2 separate regions of the Gasterosteus aculeatus genome follow, and region 1 is linked to region 2. A link is a contact called in public Hi-C data. All regions are on one chromosome and are shown on one strand. The core of a region is the stretch at or near the end of the contact, and the rest is flanking DNA. Distances in the headings are between cores, read along the strand shown. Region 1 holds the start of zeb2b (zinc finger E-box binding homeobox 2b). Region 2 has its middle 13 kb from the start of LOC120815161.

The links. Hi-C and Micro-C count contacts between places; a contact is called where the count stands out from the background.
Region 1: a contact with region 2 is called in a Hi-C map of skeletal muscle, with 2.2 times the contacts expected there. The contact joins the promoter of zeb2b here to the enhancer-like site in region 2. A contact is called at or near these places in 2 of 6 Hi-C or Micro-C datasets (skeletal muscle and tail fin).

The regions. Positions count from the first base shown.
Region 1 is chr1:30,419,018-30,422,577 of fGasAcu3.hap1.1, reverse strand. zeb2b (zinc finger E-box binding homeobox 2b) reads right to left here and starts at 1,265. Exons shown (of 11, transcript XM_078102633.1): 1 at 938-1,265; 2 at 736-799. It overlaps LOC120813969 (a long non-coding RNA gene), which reads left to right. Exons shown (of 2, transcript XR_005711132.2): 2 at 1,050-2,215.
Region 2 is chr1:30,377,299-30,380,781 of fGasAcu3.hap1.1, reverse strand. No RefSeq gene overlaps it. Among protein-coding and RNA genes, the nearest start is that of LOC120815161, 13 kb to the left of the region's middle. Within about 2 kb of position 1,486, at least 4 of the 9 cell types and tissues checked have open chromatin away from gene starts, as enhancers often do.

The DNA.
Region 1 (3,560 bases), core at 16-2,515, 42 kb before region 2:
TAGTGTCCAACACCTAAATTGGAGCTGTGTAGTTCTGCAGCTGTCTGCCTCAGGCATGACGGCTGATTACCAAGATTATAATCCTAATTTCCTCTCCCTCTCTGCTTCAGTGTGTGTGCGTGTGAACAGAGGCCCACTTTTAGCTTTCTGACAGAGAAAACACAAACACAGCGGTGTGGTGGGCTTGTAGGAATGTTCTGTAGTATTTAGAGAATGCGTCTGTGTAATTACATCGTCCCTTTGTACACATGCAGCAGTAACAGAACAGACGAATAAACTCACTGCTATGTTTTTTGTACATAAGTGAGAGAAAAAAAAATTAAGAAAACGGGTAAAAAAAAAAAAAAGCAGTCCCGAAAGGTTTTTTTTTTTTTTTTTTTTTTTGCCGGTTTTCTGGTATTTTTTTGGATTTATTTGCATATTTCCACATGTGCGGCCCTCGCACAAACACTCAAACATCCACATCGCAGAGCGTCTCGTACGTGATGTTTAACAAAGAGAGCACCGGCCCAGCGATGCCGTAATCTCAAAAACAATGAACGCGTCTTTCAGCACCGCCGGGGTTCTGTACAGTGAAGCGAGACGCGCACGGCGGGAACGCGCCTCAGGACCCAAACGCCGCTCCGTGACCTCGTCGAGCGGCCGCCGGCGCTCCCCACCAACGGCCCGATTCAGCGCGGGCAGAAGTCACACGACGTGAATGTCAGAAATACAGATTGATGCGTAACAACTCACCTGTGTGCTCCAGATGTGTCTCCCTGCTGCGGGTCCTCGGCCCAATATGACGTGTGCAGAATCACTGTGAGAGAGGAGGACAGAGTGAAAAAAAGTCCCGTTCATATCCAGACACATTCATAAGAACTGCAGATACGGTTCCACAGGAAGGAGGTCAAAGGTCAGCGCAAGCCAGACTGATGTGGCTACCAGTGATACTCACACTGAGGTCTCATCATTTGTGCCAGCTCTCTAATTGTTGGCACAAACAGCTGTGACTCCTTTCCAAGCTAAACAGTGACTCAGCTTTTCCTCCACCGTTTGCTTCTTATCAGGAAAATAAAATCCACTCAAAAGGAATCTGGCGGAGCACGGGAAGGCCAACGTCTCCAGCGACACCGGAGGAAGCGGCTCGGTAATTGCAGGTGGTTAGCAGCTCTTCAGCAGCTTTACTCCCCCGTCACGCCGTCCTCGCGTGCTGGGCGGGACGCCGTTCTTACGTTAGGTAAGAGGTGACTCAGATCTGCCGACAGCAGGGGAGTCGACTGGTCCTGTTGATGTAAAGCAACAAAGAAACGTTACGAAATGATGGCAAATAATTAGTGTTCAGCCCAGTCACAATAAGAAAGAGGGTGCCCCCAAAATCCACTTCTACAATTGAAAACATCTGTCCAGAGGCAGCAGCTCGGCCTCTCAAGTGCTCAGTTTGTGCCGGAGCCTCTTTTTAATTAGAAGGCCGCTCGTCGCTGGCGTTCAGAGGTTGTGAATGCACGACAGAGGAGCCGTGGCGTCCCAGATCACATCAAACCGGGCTCCTCTCCCCGGGCAGCGGCTCCACGGCGGCTCCGGAGACCCACGGACAATTAAAGGCCGAGAGGCGAAGGCTCCCGCGTGCGTTCCGCGAACATGCAAAATGAATTTAGTTCACATTTTCCACGAGCGAGAGAGAGAGAGAGCGAGAGAGAGAGAAAACCTCTTTTCTGATCTCTGTCGGTCCAACGAGGAAACTAGCACACAGACAAAAAGTATTGATTTTTTGATGTTGTTCTTGTTAGCTGAAATGTGCGCGGAGGCTTCTACAAATGACCACTTGTTCGACCGAGACTCTTACAAGAACAAGACGAACGCGCCACGTCTTCCTGCAGAAAGACAACGGAATAAAAACTGTGTTTAGTCCCACCAGCACGTCTCAAGTTGGACCAGCTATGTGTGTGTATTTCATTCTTTTTCATTCGTATTTGTTCTCAAATGTTTGGGTGCACAAATCAACATTTAAAATGAATAATAAATGCGCTCCGCTGATGAAGATGATACCGCGGATGTTCAAATGAATGCAAGTAAGTCCGCTGCTACTTCAAAAGGCGAGAATGCACTAAATTATGTTTGATGACGACCTCCTCTTAATACATGTGAATGCATAACCTGCCCCGTAGTAAATCACAATTAAACAGATGTCATTAGACATTCACAGTTATCACCGGACTGGCTGCACGCCCCCCCCATGAAAGGAATCATCTTAACACATCGACACGGCCCGATTCTTTATCAGCTGCTTAAATAGAGGGCGAAGCCCTGAAAAGAAGTCAGCAGTTCTGCTGATTGTTGTGAGGGGATTGAGTGTGTGTGTGTGTGTGTATGTGCACACACATATTTGTGTATTGTGAGTCACCAAACCAATTCCTGCACATTTACTGTACAAATAAAGGGGTTTGGATTGAGCCCGTGATAGGTCCCACAAGAAAACTTCTTGCTCTGAGAAGAGGGGGAAAAGAGGACTTATCGCTGGCTGAAATTAATAATTGACTGCGTCTCCGATGAATAATTAATCAAACATTTGAATAATTGTTGTAGCTCTAATCTGGACAGACATTTGCATACCGGCGTGCTCTTAATATCCGCCGCTGTACACAGAGTCTACATCCTCTCAGGACCTTGTCTGGTCTCACAGATGTTCCTCTAGTCGTCCATCAGCCGCTACGGGAGGAAACCAGAGGAACCCGCATCACTCACTGGAAGAAGAGGATCGCGTGTATTAGAACACTGATACGAAAATCTCATCATGTCAGACTGCCGGCAGGACGAGGTAACTGACTGTAGAGGAATGTTATACAACGGCACCGGCCATTTATATTACAACAACAGTTTATTTGGAAGAACCAGAATCCAATGTAATTTAGAAGAAACATCTCGCTGTCGCTGCCTCGGAACACGGCCAAGAGAAGAGAGAGTGTGTGTGTGTGTGTGTGTGTGTGTGTGTGTGTGGGCACCGAATAGAAACCACTAACTGCAAACTTCACGGCAGCAAGCTGGCCTCCTCTGACCCTGAGTGGCAGCAGCCGGCTTTGAACCGGCGGCCTCTTCCATGAGAGTTTGCTCGTTTGCGGCTTCAAATGTCGGCATCGTATTTCAGCGCCGCCTCGGACAAGCGCGTCCGTTTAGAGTTTATGGCCCTGCCAGGACTCATCGCAGACGCGCCATCCCTTCCCATGCGTTGTCGTCCCAGGCGTCGGTTATCTGCATTCGGTGGGGGGGGGGGGGACGGGGGGACGTCGACGTGAGGCGGCGCAGGAAGCAAATTGCCGCTGTGCGTCCCCCACTTCCTGTTATCGCTCCGTCAGGGCCGAGCGAAGCCATCGCTCTCACCTCTCGCTTTTCCCCTCCTGAGAACACAGAGTGTGTGTGTGTGTGTGTGTGTGTGTGTGTGTGTGTGTGTGTGTGTGTGTGTGTGCGTGTGCGCGCTGGGAGAGGAGTCAATGATTCGTCTTTTGATCCCGGCGTGCTTGTTGTCAAAAGCTGCCCGGATTGAAGAGACTGTTGGCCACAATTGACTGTGACAATTAGGGCGC
Region 2 (3,483 bases), core at 237-2,736:
CAGCCGGAGCCCGGGACACGACTCCAAATGACGACGCTGATGCCTTCCTACAGGCCGGCTCCGGCCCGTCGGAGGAGGCATCGTCGCTCGGCCGCGTCCCCCCCCTCTGCTCCCTTAATCATCCTGTCCACTTGCTGCACGCGCTCTGCTCTGTGGTGAATATGTGGGTGCCGTGCATGTGTTTTAACAGGCTTGGCCCCTTATGGGGCGACGCAGGAATCAGCTAAATTGAACGCGACTGGGTGCCAGGACGGGGGGCCGAGTTAGGCAGCGGGGAGAACATGTAAAAAGGCCAGACGGGTTTTTATTGGGAGACGGTGACGGGGTCGGACAATCGGTGCTAGTTGGAGGAGTGAGCAAATGTGAAATGGGATCATTTAGCATAATGGCAGCAGTGGGGAGAGTGGATGAAAGTTGTAGAGACAGGCTCGTGACTGGAAGGTCATCGCTGAGACGAAACGCCTGCTGAGGAAAATGACAAAGCTCTCCTTCATCAAAAACTTTGCCGTCATGCTGCCCTGGAGCAAGGCACGCCGCACAACCGCAGCCGCTCAGTAGCACAGAGGTTGTGGTGAACGGGTCACTGGTGAAAATATGTAAACATGGTACGAGGGTGAGGGAGGGCGGTGCAGGAAAAACGCTCTTCGTGCCCGGTGAGAGAGTGTGGAAATAGGAACGAGGCGCTGGCTGCACCCAGAAGGAAATACTCCAAAAACCATCAGGACACCAAAAAATACGTTCATGCCTGAAGCGTTTTCCCTTGAAATGATCACAGCTTGTGTTTAACACACACACACACACACACACACACACACACACACACACACTGATGATTTAGAGATCTAAAGGTGCTCAATTTGCATAAATAATTGTTTAAGATATAAAGATATAAAAAGTGACCCCTGACTCGGAAAAATTCAAGTGTGATTATGAATCAAGACAAACTTGATATTCCAAACGTAATATTGCGACTCGTTTTGGCGACCAGCAGATGAAATTAAAGGCTCGGCAAAGCCACCGGGGTTCGTATGACCGCGTCCAGACTCTCAGGACCTCAGCGGCGTGAGAACATTCCAGCGTCACCTCGTACGAGATGTCGACGTGACATTTGGGTCAAGAAGGTAGATCACAAAGCGCAGGAACCAGTCGAGCAATCATCCTGACGGCTGTCCCGCGATTGAGTGTTTAACCGGGGGGGGCCAGGGGGGGGCGCAGGGCAGAGCCGGGCAGGCCGGTCGCTGGGGTTGATTCAGTGTTGCTTCGGTTTAACGCTGGCTCTATTTTTAGCCTGACATCTGAAGTATCCGTGGAGTCTAAATGTGGGAAAAGCCTGTCCTCCTTCCTCCCCGGGTGTCTGATGTTTCCCAGCAAGCCCTCCGTGTGCGTGTGCGTGTGCGTGTGTGTGTGCGTGTGCACGTGAGGCTGGATCAGTATGTCACTGTAAGTGAGGAAGTCTCTGTGTGCCTGTTTGACTGTGTGGGAGAGTTTCACATGTGGGTGTGAGAACATGTGTGTGTGTGTGTGTGTGTGTGTGTGCATCGCAGTGGAGGTGTGTGTGTGTGTGTGTGTGTGTGTGTGTGTGTTTTTAGCCGTGCGCGGAGACCAGAGGACTGTGGGAGGACTTCCTCTGTGGATCCTCTCTGTTTTCTTTTCACAGAATGACATTCCTAAGCTGTTTCACTTTTCAGGCAGGACGTGGAAAGTGGCCAAAAATGATTAAATCCAGGAACGGCAACATAACAGCGCCGCCGCCGCCGCCGCGGAGATCGGGGTGTCAACACAGAGTCAAACAGCCCTGATGTATTGTTTAATAACCGGGAGTTCTGCTGGGATGGCACACTGAGGTCTGGGAAAGTAGATCCGGCTGCTTCTGCAACATTATTATTATCATTTCCCAAATGATCGGTTCCTCCACGTTGAAGCTCTGCCCGCTGTTGGTTAAAGGATCCTATTTCTGTTTCTGGTGACAGGCCCGGTGGAATAAAAATCATCCACGTGTCCCCGGTGGGCCGTTCGGCCCAGTTGAAGGTTGATGTTGTTTTTTCGCACATTGATTGATGGAGCTCAGCGTTTGCTTTTGGGAACGGCTCAGATTTCTATCTTCAGACCAGGCGCTCGTCACCATTATTCTGTCCGAGCAGGTAACGCAGTCCCGCATTTTCCTAAGTATACTTGTAAATTCTGACTCCCAGAATTACCAGCGTATTAAGTTATATCACAAACCCCGACGCCAAACGCACCGTTGATGTTGGATGTCTTTGCAAAACCTTCTTTCGATGCATGTTCCCTGCAATAGCGTTTGTATGATATATTATTTACTAAAATACCACTGCAGCTACAGTATGGTTAACATGGACGGGTTCCCAGACAGGCCCAAGCGAGGGGTCCCAGGGGGGGCCGGGGGCCCCCAAAGCTGTTATTACTAACTGGAGTTTCACTCCAGAGCTGCTAAAATCAGCTCCTCCATGCTAACTGCAGCAGTCAGACTCACACGGGGCCGACAGGACAACCGGGAAGCCCCCTGATGTCGCGTTACTATGCGTGCAAAAAGAAGCGCAAACGGCAACACAACCAGGACGCCCGTCTCTGGCAAACTACACATGTGGGCCCGTGCATGAATCCGACGCATGCATGCATGAATCAATACACACAGATCGCTATTTATATCTATTCCAAACCTCAACTGACGAGCGCTGCTTGGAGCACACGCAGTCGAGATTTAATTCCTGCTTTGGCAACATCGCAAGAATCGAACAACAAAGAGGAGCAAAAGGTCAAGAGTTGCAGCAGCAATATTCTAACACAAATATGCACATACGAATGTGAATGCGCGTCTTTCGAATGGACGTTGGAGGAAGGAGGCGAAGCTCAAAGTCACGATCGCATCCATCAAGGCGTCGTTACGCGCTCAACCTCGCTCGCAGCTCACCCACGACGGTGTCGGGTTTGCGAGGCCACGCAGGATCAACAGCAAAGAGGTTTATTTTTAGACAAAACACAGTTAGTCACCCCTCTCTCGGCAAAGTATTTTTCCTTAAAAAATGCATGAACGGCGGCGGGGAGTCAGAATGCGTCTCTCATGCATTGTTAACGAGGCTCCATAACCCTTCTCATGACTTCAGGTCGGCATAAGTGCAACGTATCCTTGTTTTCAAAACTTACACAGAAAGACTGTCTGGCGTTGGTGAATTATTGAGCAGAGCACATGACTGCAGTGTGTGACTAAGGACCACAGCTGCTTATTGCTGTGTTGTTCTGCTCAAATCGGACTCAATGGGACTTCAATTAACTCCGTTTTTTGGTTATTTGGTTCAAAAGTCAAACTGGACTTTTTTTAATGTCTGCCAGCGTTTTTGTTTTTTTTCTCCGTCTCGGGGCGGAAAAGTGAGACAAATATATATAAATACTTTTTAAGGTATTTGGGGTACGTGGATTTTAAAAGTAAAAAAACAAAACAAGAAATTCTCAAATCGTGAGTTTTGA